Linked DNA regions of Columba livia: region 2 is linked to region 1. Evidence: chromatin contacts called from public Hi-C data. All regions are on one chromosome and are shown on one strand. The core of a region is the stretch at or near the end of the contact, and the rest is flanking DNA. Distances in the headings are between cores, read along the strand shown. Region 1 has its middle 17 kb from the start of SCRG1. Region 2 overlaps GALNT7 (polypeptide N-acetylgalactosaminyltransferase 7).

Region 1 (6,170 bases), core at 2,929-5,428:
CCAGGTATTGCCCAGACTGGGTGACACTGACTGTCTCAGGGAGCTTGTCCCCTCTGACCTGGGTCAGCGGAGATGCTGCAGGCTGCTGGTCCCTCAGCAGGACACCCTGGAGCAGAGGGTCCCATGGAGGTGTCCCAAAGACACAGTCCCTCTTCCCCTTGCAGCAAACAACCCATCTTGCAGGGGAAGGTTAGGTTAAGCAAGAGAGTTTTCCCTTCCCAGTGAAGGTACTAGGGAGGGACACCTGAGAGCTGTATATATTTTTCTGTCAGAACCACTATGCTGCAGCCAGTTTACTTTTAATATTATTTGCTTGCACGTATTCAATATGTTATTGCAAGTGCCACAGTGAGACTGTGATAGAAGGTATGTATAAACCAAAATACATAAAATAAGTAATTATTCATAATTCAATATGACATCCTTCCTTTAATTTAAACCTAATCAGGGAATAAGAAACTAAAACCAGCTGTAAGCTTTCACATTATATCTCTCTGGGGAAACGTACATAAAGTTAGGATTTGTTTTCACCCAACGGAAATTTTGAAATTTCACACAGCCACTTGTTTTGTTCAAGCTCCTTCTTTGTTATATTTTCCATAACAGAATTCACAATCTCAACAAAATACAAAGCAATTCCACTGCATTTTCCTTGGGCAACTCTGTTGCCCTACCTTTTCCTGCTCAAAACATGAAAAGATTAAACACGTAAGTGTTTCTAGTAATCTGGCTATCTCAGCCATAAATTCAACAGGCAGGAAGGATTTTTTTTTATCAGTAAAATATGCCTGGAAACTGCACGCAGCCCAGCAAGATGAGCACGTTTCATTTTTTTACCATTCATATGGTAAATAAGCTTTTAGCAAACCACATCCAAAGGCCTTTTAAAGCTCTCTTCTCGGTATATATTAATCCTGGCCAAGAGCATAGAACTAAAATGCACGGTGAGCTCAGAGGCGAATACTTCCAACGATTAAAATGTTCCACTGAGCATTCCAGTATGGAGATGCCGGTGGAGGGCACGAGGGAACGCGAGCACAAAAGGACATGGCCCCTGGACCGTGGCTGTTCAACAAAACCTCAGCTATTAAAGGGAGCGGGGACAGACCCAATGACAAGCAGAAGCCTGTATTCTCTGCATCCAGCAGGAACAAAATAATCCGATTATGGCCTTCAGTCTCTCTGAAAGTTGGTCGCTAATTAAAGTTTTGAGAAAAATGCTCTGCTGCTGAAGCTCGCTCAAATAAAACACACAGTATTTGTGAACAGAGATGTCTTATGAGTCCAAAGTTAATGCTAGCAACTGCCCCTTAATCTGTACTTAATAATCATCTGGCAGAGTGAAAGACTGACCCAAGGCAAAGTTTAACAATCAAACTGGCAATTAGAGCCACTGGTAACAATTCATTTTTTTCTGCAAATGTGATTTCTATGATGGGAAGTGCTACTATTAAATTTCCAGACATTTATCACTACATTTAAAAAAATGAGACATTATCAACCATAAATACCATGTGAGACTGTATCCAGTGTTAAATCAGGAACATTGTCAAGATCTTGCAGAAAAAGGAAATAAATACTGTGGCATTTGGCTATGGTCACAGCCGTGAGTGCTTTCCTCTTCACATATAGGAGGAACTTAAGGAAAAAAACACTGTAAATTTTCCCTCACAGCAAAAGACTTTGAGCTTGCCATTGTAGAGGAAAAAAACCCCACAACGCTACTGACAAACATCTCCTCTTGAGAGCCCTTTGCCTTCAGTGGCGCTGCCCAGAGGACAGAAACTGGTCTTGCCAGCCTAATTCCCCAAAGTGTGTGAGCACTTGCCTAAATTGAAACAAGCGGTTTCAGTGGGACTATTCACAGCACATAAAACAGGTACCAAGTGTCGTTCTCCGTGGTGTGGAAGCCCAGGAGTGTGACATCTAACACCTTCAGCGCTATCAAAATTGTTGTCTCTCAAGGCAGGGGGAACTCTGCAGACAGTGACTTTCAGGGGTGCCCCAAACAAGGCTGCTTGCTGTGCCTCCATAGGCAATAGCTGTTCAGAGTTGCAGCTGGATTATACCAAGCCTTTCCACTTCTGACACACTCAGGAGAGAGAGCAAGGGATGGAGATGTCCCTCATGCCTGATGGGGCTCACAGCAGTGCCACAGGCAGCCCCCATCCCTCTATGTGATTGTGATGAAATCCTCCCGTAAGCCACTGGAGCAGCATCATGTACCTCTTATTATAAACCTGTAATGGTAATGTTGGAATTAAAGTGTTGACGTGCTTTTTATGAGGACAAAATTGTGCTTGCTGGTACAAGAGAGCTGTGGAAAACAGAGGGAAAAAGGCAATAAAAGGAAAACAAGAGAAATAAGACAGCTTTTAACAATTTCCCCAGTCAATATTGTAAGTTTTAAACATGTGCATCATAAAACTGGCAAATTTTTCTTTCACATTTTTGGAACCTCCTATGGATTTTTTTTTCAGCAATTACATGTTTAATTTCAAAGGAAAAGGAAAAGGAAAAGGAAAGGGAGAAACGTCAAAAGTAGACACTCTAAAGCATATTTTAACAGACCATTAATATATGCCTCAGTTACTTAGAGAACCCTTGAACTTGAGGCAAGAATTAATAACCTACTAAAATGCACATTGTCATGTCTTAAAGATATAATCTTCAATAATTATTTTGCTAGTTAGCAAAGACAAAGGCACTTAGCAAATACAGAGTATAAATGCATTTCTTATATGGTAGTGCATATGTTGAAAAATAGTTCTAGCCTATATAAACAAAATAAATTATGATTAAATTAATTTGATGGCCTCTCTAGGTTCCAGACTTGCTTTTAAGAAAAATACACACACATATACAGCTACATATACATTTCTTAAGACAAGCATAATCTTGTGTACAATACACTAACATTTATAAGACTTTTAAAATCATAATTGACAAACAGAGATAGTTGTCCTTACAAATCCTAAAATTCATGTACCTAATGTTTAAATCAGGACAAGCGAAATATGGTTCAAGAACAAATACAGGTCCATGTAATTCTTAAAATTACTTTTATCTGTTATCCTGACATTCCCTCTTGTGTGGGCGATTATTTTGTTTGTGTTTGTGTTTTCTTTTTTTGCCTTTTTTTTTAAAGCCTGGAAACTGCCACAGAAAAGTCTGGCAGTTATAACCTCCAGCTAACTACTAGCAAATGCTAACATGCTGTAAAGTGGAACATTTATACAAGATCCATCTGGTGCATACAAGTAGGAATCCAAGATTTAAAGCCATTACACTGTGCATGTGCATTTACACCTTCACCAAAGTTGGCAAAAAGAGTAGCTTTTACCCCATGACTCCAGTAGTAAAAGGAAGGGTGTGAAACGTGTGCTGACCTATGCTCCTCCGTCCAATTGTAGTTATTATATACTGCACTTTGGCATGTTACATCCCAGGCTTCATGCCAGGAGTAAATTAGTCCAGTCCTGAACTTGCCTATCAGAAATTAAACAGTACAAGAGTGAAACATGCCTATAAAGTATTAGAGTAGCTGAGCATTTTCTTTTGATCAATCTTACAGCTTTAAAAGGGCACTCCACCGGGTCTGGTAAAACAAGCAATACTCCCATCAAACGGATGTCTCAGCTGACTCTTTTTGCCATAACTGAACAGTAAGGACAGAAAAATAATTTTGAGCTTTTTCATCATTCTTCATGAAGTTTAGGCTTGCTTAACCATACACCTAATGTTTTTGTGTTCTTCTGGTTGATACATTCCCATCACCTCAGGCAGAGTGAACCTGGTTTGTCAGCAAGACTTTATTAACATACAGGAGGCACCTGTGGAAATACGTCGATATGAAAACAAGACATGCACGAACTAATGACAAGCATACTGCTCATTATGATTAAAAACAAAAACAAAAACAAAACAAAACAAAACACCAAAAAAAAAGGTAAAGGGTATATTTACACTACCAGTCAAATTCAGATTTTTGCTAGGAAGCAAATCCCGGTGCTTAAGCCTTAAGGCATTCATCAATGCCCTCTGCCGTCCGTCTTGAGGAATTTCAGTGAATATTGGCTGCTTCTCCCTAAAAGAACCACCACCTCAGAAAGCCGTTTAGGAAAACTCAGATTTCTCGTTTCGTGTGCACTTCCCCACTCGCAAGACCCAGCAAAGCTGTAGCTCTGGCTTTTAGGATCAGGGGATGATTTCTGGCTGTACCCCAAAAATACGAGCCCGTTTCTCCGCCAGCACGGTTCCTTCCTCAGGCTGGTCATTTAGACACCAGGTGGCACCAAATAACAAGTTTCAATAGAGTTGTGGCCTTTATTAGGAAAAAAAAAATGGTGAAAAGGTCTTGTAGAAATGTATGATGATGATGTGAAAAACAAAACCAAAAACCAACCAACCAACCAACCAGAAAAATACAATACAGAGATCAGCATGAATCTGGGGTGAGTTCGCCAAGGTGATGCCTCCACCTAGACAGAGATGGGAAGAGGCAGCGGGGCAGCCCAGGCTTTACCTGACCCTGCAGATGCTCACCCTGGAACCCGACAGCAGCAACTATCTCAGTAACTTCCAAGAAACGCGTATCTGAAGGGGACAAGCACTTTGGGAAATGGTAACAGACCAGCCATTAGCCCCTCTAATTAACTGCTATGAAGTCACCAGGGTTTTGAGTGGGGCTCTCCTTGTTACCAACATTGGTTAATGCTGCTCAATCTGATAGTAACACACCAGTGAGAGCAAAGGCAGTACTTTGGGGGAGGAGATAATATGTTTTTAGACTATGTAAGCACAGATGGGACATGCTACACAACCAACGGACACGGTATCTAGCTATGCATTTTGTTCAGCCTGCTTTGCAATGGCCTAACTGCCAAATCTTGCATGCTCAGCACAAAACTTCATCGTATGTTACTGTGCTGGGATGAGATAGAAACGGTAGTGCTTTTTTCCTGCAGAATATTGCTCAGACCAACAGCACAAAATCAAATAACACGCCAGTATAAAGGAGGATGAACTAGCTGGTTTGCTTTTATCAGTGTTTCCATACTCTATTATAATTTTGAAAGTGTTCTAACTGTACCTGGTATGAAGACATTGCACCATAGTGTTTCACAGGATCAAAAAATTATTGAAACTGGTTTTTGGAAGTCACAGACTGCAGTTGTCCTGCTCAAAACAGGACTACCTTAAGCTAGACCTGGCAGTTCACTGTCTTTTCCTGTGACAATTTAGAAAACTCTAAGGTGAAAATCCCAGAGTATCTCTGGCCAGTGTGTTCCAGTTCTCAGACACTCCCATAATGAAGAATATTTTCTTTATATGCAGTCAGTTTTGCTTGTTGCAACTTGCCATGCACTTTTTACTACACACTTCTGGGAAGACCATGGCTCTATCTCCTTGATGTTCCTCCCCACCTCTGCGGGGTTCCCCCAAAGCCTTCTCCTCCTGATGCTGAGCAAACCCAGCCTCTCCTCACACATCACCTGCTCCAGCCCCCAAACCACCCTAGCTGCTCCTCAGTGGCCTCTCTCCAGTTTGCTACCTTTTCCATGGACTGTGGAGCCCAAATCTAGGTGTAGTACTCCAGGTGCAGCCTCACAAGCACTAGGAAGGGAATAATCTCTTGCTCCTGTAGCTCAGCAGGTGTCAGGCCTTCACCAGCACCGGGGCACAGACCATCCAACGTGGTCTGGCAGCACCCATGTGTTCTCTGCTGCTAAGCTGCCTGGGACTGATCTGTCCTCAGCCTCCTCTGGTGTGTGATGTTACTCCAGCTTGGAGGTCACATTGAACAGCTGTTCATGTCTCCGGTGGATCACCTGGACCCTCAGAAAACGTTTCTGGTTTGACAAAATAAAAAGTAACTGGATTAGGAAAAAAATCAAACAACTAGGATAAATGCAGAACAGTTCTACCTATTAGGTAGCCATAAATATCTATATTGATTGCAGTGAAGTTATTTCAAATTTTCATTGCTATAGCCACAGTATCACAGTATGTTTGGGATTGGAAGGGACCTCAGAAGGTCATCTAGTCCAATCCCCCTGCCAGAGCAGGAACGCCTAGATGAGGTCACACAGAAACATGTCCAGATGGGTTTGGAATGTCTCCAGGGAAGGAGACTCCACAACCTCCCTGGGCAGCCTGTTCCAGTGCTC
Region 2 (6,268 bases), core at 232-2,731, 86 kb after region 1:
ACAAACTTCCACAGTTATATTCCTCTATATAAAATAAAAGGCTCAAATGCACAGAAGCATTCCTGTGTTTGAAAAGAAACTTCCTTAATAATCAGAAATCACCAGAGTTTCTGAAACTAAATTGAGTTAAACATGGAAAGAATTCTCATAACAGATCTAACAGGTATTTAAAGAGTATTACTTTGGTGAGGAAGGACGTATTTCACTTATTTTCAGGGAACAGTATCAATATATATTTCTCACCCACCAGAAAAAAAGAAATAAAATGGTAGAAGCATAGTATTAATTTTAGTCCTGTGGGAAAAGCAAATTACAGAATCAAAGCAGCCTGTAACTAAGTCTGATCTAATAAGGCATGTCTTCTCTTAGGCATAGTAAGTAACCTCTGAAACAGCACGATCTCTATGAGTACGGTTTACTGACTAAAATCCTCCAGCTTGATTATTTTCATGCCCGAAGTAGCTGCAGCTAATAATATTTATAAGCTACGAATACACAAGTGCTAGACCGACTGTTCAAAGTGCACAGCTCAGGCCGATGCCTTCCTTCTACAGATCCCTCTCAAAAGACTTCAGCTGATTACAGGTTGCAATAACTCCATTTGTAGCATAAGCTTTTAAGCTGTCGACAACTTATTTAGCCATTGCAGAGATAAAATGGATATGCTAAAATGGATGTGCATTAAGATTAATAACAGAACTGTGTTGCTTTACACATGCATTCACACGGATTAATTCTGGTGATAGTTGCGTTAAAATCGAGGAAAATGAGGTGTTAAACATTCAAAATTGGCGTGCCAGCTGAATGCCATTCAAGAGCTTCAAGTAAAAAAGGCAGTGGAAATTACTAGCACCTTTTGCCTCAGTTTCTGACACAGGCTGCGCTGTGCCGCTGATCCGTAACTTCGGCAGTTTGCCTAGGAAACTTTTTTGCTCTCCAATTAAAAAGACAGACAGCTACAACATTCCAGACTGCCTTCAAGGACAAACGAAACAAAGCAAACACTGCAAAACCCCTAAAAATATTTTGGTCGCTTATTTCTCCCACTTCCTGCAGTACAGGTAAGTCATATTTAGGAAGAAAATGGTGAAGAGCCTAAAAATGAAACACAGTAAGTAATTTAACACAATTTTTAAAAGCCAAAGCTATTATAAGAGCCTGAATTGAACAACACATCTGTGAGCAATTTATAAGCATTTTTTGATCTGTATTTAATACATTTTAAAAATATAAACCCAGAGGTCTAGACAGGCTTTTTGCTACCTATCCAGCTTAATCTCCTGAAATCTGTCATCACATTTTACTTTTTAAACTTGAAAAATTATGTGTTGCTAAATGTGCCATTTGCAAGCCATAAAAGCATTACATTTATACTCCTAGTAAGATCATACTTTTAGATTTTCCAGAGGCTTTATTTCACTTATTGGACAGTCCACAGACTGAGTCATCAAGCCCATAAAGCTGCAACAGACTGCAGTACCTCCAATGCACAATCTTGTCTCTCATCCTGCATTTAGAACTAGAGGTTTGAAACATGGTAGGTTTTTAGATGCAAAAAACCTAAGAAATATTTTAACCTCTGCAGCAGTTTTATTTTTTCCAAGAAATGCAAATGTTGCTCAAGTATTTGAGCGACGGAACTCTCGTTTCCTTGCATCCACAGGGAAGGAAGCAAGACGAGCCTTTCTTCAGTGGAGCAGCACTGACATCCAGTGGTGGGCAACCCAAATACCAGGAAATCATAAACGCATTTTCCTTGTGTTTGAAGCTGGATTTTACGGCACTAGTTTCCCTGTAAATTTTGGGCACCAGCAAAAGAAAATAAAAAGCCTGAATTTCCAGATTCGTGCTTCAGTTTTAGAAGATAGGGTCAAGTAGATGTGGGTGTCCAGGAAAAGCTGCACTCTGTTGAAAACTGGCATGGGCGGATTCAAAATACAGATGGGTCTGTGATAAAGAGGACTAACATACATTTCAACCTCCAGCTGCCAGCCCTAGGTGCTGTCCTGCCCACATACAGTAGCACAGTGAGCAGCTGTGCTCATATGCTGTGAACCAAATTAAGTAAACAAACTCAAAAAAAATTTATTCTTATTGGCAGAGCTGAGAAGATGGCACATTGCAGCAGATACACGGGAATGTGAAGGTAGCATCCTTGCCTCTAGAGACTTCACATCACTTTTCCTGAGCCCTGTGAAGATTTACTATCCATGGCAAGAAGGAGCAGGTGAGCACAGCTCTGAAGGGCTAGGTGAAAGGAAGAAACACCTTCAGGTCAGTCCATGAATAAAAACCTCCCATCCCCAAATCAGCACCGGTAATACTAAGCAAAACCATGGACTGACTCAACACTAGAGCAAGAACAAACCTTTTGAAAAATAAAGTAGTGATCTGATGGAGAAACAGTTTCTTCTGTTAGCCTGCATACTTAAGATGCGATTTAGTCCTACTCCCTCTCCACCCCTGGGAGGGAACAGCACTGATGGAGACTGTGCCACACCAAGACCACTGTCCCTCCATCACAAAGCTGTGCATCAGCCACAGCAAGCGAGCAACATTTTACAGGTGACCCTTCTGCACCACAAGCTAGACATCCGGGCTGGAACACTCCTTGGCTTGAGGAAGTTTCTGCTCTTACAGCTTTGTATGCTATTTGTTGGCTTGCTCTTACTCGTGTCCCCTAGCTCCACAAATGTGATGGTGGATGCATGCTCCAAGGACTGGGTGACCCCACAGCCTCCCTGTTACCCACCACCACTGCTGCAGACACAGTCATATGTCCTCAGGCTGAAAAAAGTCCAGACTAGAGGCTGCTTCTCCTGGAAGAGTAATCCAGCCATCAGGCCAAAACACAAGTGAACAAGGAGAGCACCTGAACAGCAATTTAAGGGTGAGCCCCAATCACATAGATACTTAAGAGGGCAACTTGAGATCTTGAGCCAACAGAACTGCTTCTTGTGTCATCCTGAACTCCCAACATCCCTATCACACCAGCACCTAAGCTTCAGAGAAAAATAAGAGATATCATGGCTGGAATCAACTCCCTGTCCTGATACTATCTTCCTCAGGTCAACTATCTAACTAGCACCTGCGCTTACCAAAGGCACACAAGTCCCCGCCCTGGATTTTAAAGCACTGTACTTGTGTGCTCAGACCAAAAATGTAGCAGCAGAGTTCTCTGAGCAGGCAGCTGCAATCACATCCCAGCTCCTGAAAACCTTGGGTCAGCTGTTCCAAGCTGAGAGCCCTGAATCAATATAAAGCTGAAAGTCTCAATTTAGCATTTATCTGGAAATTGTAATTGGCATTAAAAAGTGGAATCCCTCTTCCCCCTTAATATAAAACTGTTCACAATTTTTAATTGTATTTTAAGTTTTATTTAATGTTTAAAGTGGTATGAGATTCATAGTGATATAAATTATCATCTACTGATAACTGATTTATAATGCATCTATTTTTTCCTCACTCTTTGAGAGGGTCTAGCATGAGCAGAGCCCAGGAAGAAGTTAGGAGCTCTGTTGTCATTTGCAGCTTCCTTTTCTTGTAAGCCCTGTTTCTTATCTTTTAAGGAGACAGTCATTCAGCAGACAGCACGCTGTTTACATACTTTAATTCTGAATTCAGGGCTGCTTTAAATCATCAGCTTATTATGACTACCACAGTAAACTGCATCAACCTCCTAGGAAGATGGATTAGAGGTTTTTTTTTCACAAAAGACTTTCAAATAGTTTGCTCATGTGTACAGTTGACACCAACCACCAGGGTCCCAGCTGAGACCGACTGCTTGATGCCTGCAAGTCAGAGTGATCATTGCCTAAATCTAAGGGAGACGGAGACAGAATACAGAGCTAGGCATTGCTTTGTTAAGATACAACTAAGTAAATCTGATGTTAATACTGGATTTGTTACCTGTGAAGCCTTACAGGGTATTTTTACGCATCATCAACATCAATATAAGATTATAGTGGTCAACTTACAAAACAGGTGTTCTGGAAGAGAAGTAAACGGATAACCCCCAAGAAGGACAGTTTGTTCAGCTAAGACTGTGGGTTTTTTGTTTGTTTTTTTGTTTGGTTTGGTTACTTCCTCCTTCAGCAGACAGCAGCAAAACCCCTACCACACAATACCTAACAGCTTATACCTACACTGAAACAGAATTTTCAACTACAATAGCTACATGCTTTACTGATTTCCATTCCTGAAGGAGCCTGCAAAGCTATGTGACTAAATTTCGTTAATGCTCCCAGAAGCACAAGCTACATATCCTACCATACCTCTAAAAGTGCCATGACATAAATTCAGGGCAAGATTTGTACAGAGACCCAACATTAGAGCTAACAGGAAAATTAAAGAAATAAACTTTGCATTTTTTTTAAACACAAGATTCTTGTCTGTATGTTTGTAAGAAGTTAGAATTCGCTGTATATGGCAATTCTCATAATTTCTCCATCAAGGTGGGCACTATTTTGGGAAGTTGGGGCTCGATGCATTTGCCTATGTACAGCTCAAAAGAGTCCACCTGTATATAATTTTAGATTTATTAAATGCTGATAGGTTTTACCTAATATAATAAACAAAATACTAGAAAGAAGCTTGGGGCAGTGGGCTCAGTCACACAGAAATGCTTTATTTCCACTATGCCTCCCTTGCTCATCAGATAATATACCTTGAACTTCCTGCCCATGCTCAGTTGGACTGAATCAGAATTTACATCATGCAAGTTTATTTAAATGCTCTACCACAGTAAGTTCTGGTTAGCAGGAACAAGACAAAGCATAAGAAGTTACTTTAATTTGTAGCAGAAGTTAATTTAATCTACATTCAGATTGCAATTTATTTGACAGAACACCTCCTCCACTTGTCCCAAAATTTCTAGGATGAAGACGGCACCTGTGGGGTTACACAGGCAGCTGCATGAAACCTCTCAGGCTCTTCTCTGCCCCCTCCTCTACAAGTCAGGGTTTAAGAATTTAAATATACTCCAGGCACTGCACTACACATCTTTGTCGAATCAGAGGTCCTGTTAAGAGCTTGGTCTTCTCATTTCAGATGAACACACACAGGTAAGTAAATCCCAACTACAGATAACACATCTGATGCCTCTGTCAACTTCTTTGCACTCTCCAGGTGAACTGTGATATTTGTCTGTTGAAACTTAAAATTCAAAATGCTAGCAGCCAACGCTAAAGAGACACAGGATCCATCTTCACTGTAGTTTTCAATATTGGGACCTGAAATGTTAGCAGAAAATGCTTTGTTTTGCTTTAAGTATAAGGCCTGGAATTCAAATCTTTCCTGACCACAAGGAGATGCTCTGTGAATACATGGCTAATTACATTTTAAATGCTTTTTTTCCTCCAGGAGTCTTGCCAGCAGTAAGGCAGCTGATAACCTGCAGTGGTAAGCCAGCCCTCCCCATTATATTTGACCACTGTAATTCACCCGATTCTCAACCCCAGCTCTCAGTGAGGCACACAAAGATCTATGTGCATACTATAAAATTAGTTTTCTTGGTTACAGAACAGTTCCAGTGTACTATGTGGCAGCTGAATAAAAGATTTTCCCAAGGTACCATGTGAAATGAAACCAAGTCCCTAAAGCTCCATTTCCAATGACACAGATACTAACAGTAATTACTGAAAGCTTATTTTGTGTAACAGTATCAAATATGTAATTTGCACAGTGCTATAATTAAGAAACTAATCACATTCCTGAAGAAAGCAGGCTCCACTCCAGAGCTTTTCTATTCAATCTCCTTGGCTACTGGACAGCTAACTATTTACTGTAAGAGAACAAATTAAACTAATGTTATTTGCCCAGAGTAAAAAGACCATCCATTTCTAATGTGCAGCCAAGATTCATCAACCTTATTTCATACATTGAATAATTGTTTATAACTGAAGATTTTGGTATTTTTTTCAACTCAAGCCCAGCACTAAAAGATTTCTGTACAGTTTGACACTTTTAACAGCATTTGGACCAACTGAAGGGTTCAAGTTGTCACCATCAACTATGACAGGAAAAATATCTCTACTAACATCTCTGCTTTACTAACACACAGCTCTCCGTGTTTGCATTCTTAACTAAAGTCAGAAATCTTTATTTTTGGCAAGAATTGTTTCCTCTGCTTGTACTAAAAATAACAAAAAAATAGAACAAACGCCCTTCAAAACTACATGTATGATTTTTTAAAACAAGCCAATTGTCATTTCCTTTTGATTTGTTTTATAAAATGTCATGAGCTGCAAAAACAGTTATCCAGAAATAC

The links. A called contact is a pair of places that touch in the nucleus more often than the background predicts.
Region 2: a Hi-C map of crop shows a contact between it and region 1, with 5 times the contacts expected there. The contact joins two enhancer-like sites. A contact is called at or near these places in 2 of 2 Hi-C or Micro-C datasets (crop and liver).

Annotation. Positions count from the first base shown.
Region 1 is chr4:38,908,778-38,914,947 of bColLiv1.pat.W.v2, forward strand. No RefSeq gene overlaps it. Among named protein-coding and RNA genes, the nearest start is that of SCRG1, 17 kb to the right of the region's middle. Within about 2 kb of position 4,179, at least 2 of the 3 cell types and tissues checked have an H3K27ac peak away from gene starts, as active enhancers do.
Region 2 is chr4:38,997,845-39,004,112 of bColLiv1.pat.W.v2, forward strand. The region is part of intron 3 of GALNT7 (polypeptide N-acetylgalactosaminyltransferase 7); the gene reads right to left. Among named protein-coding and RNA genes, the nearest start is that of HMGB2, 41 kb to the left of the region's middle. Within about 2 kb of position 1,482, at least 1 of the 3 cell types and tissues checked has an H3K27ac peak away from gene starts, as active enhancers do.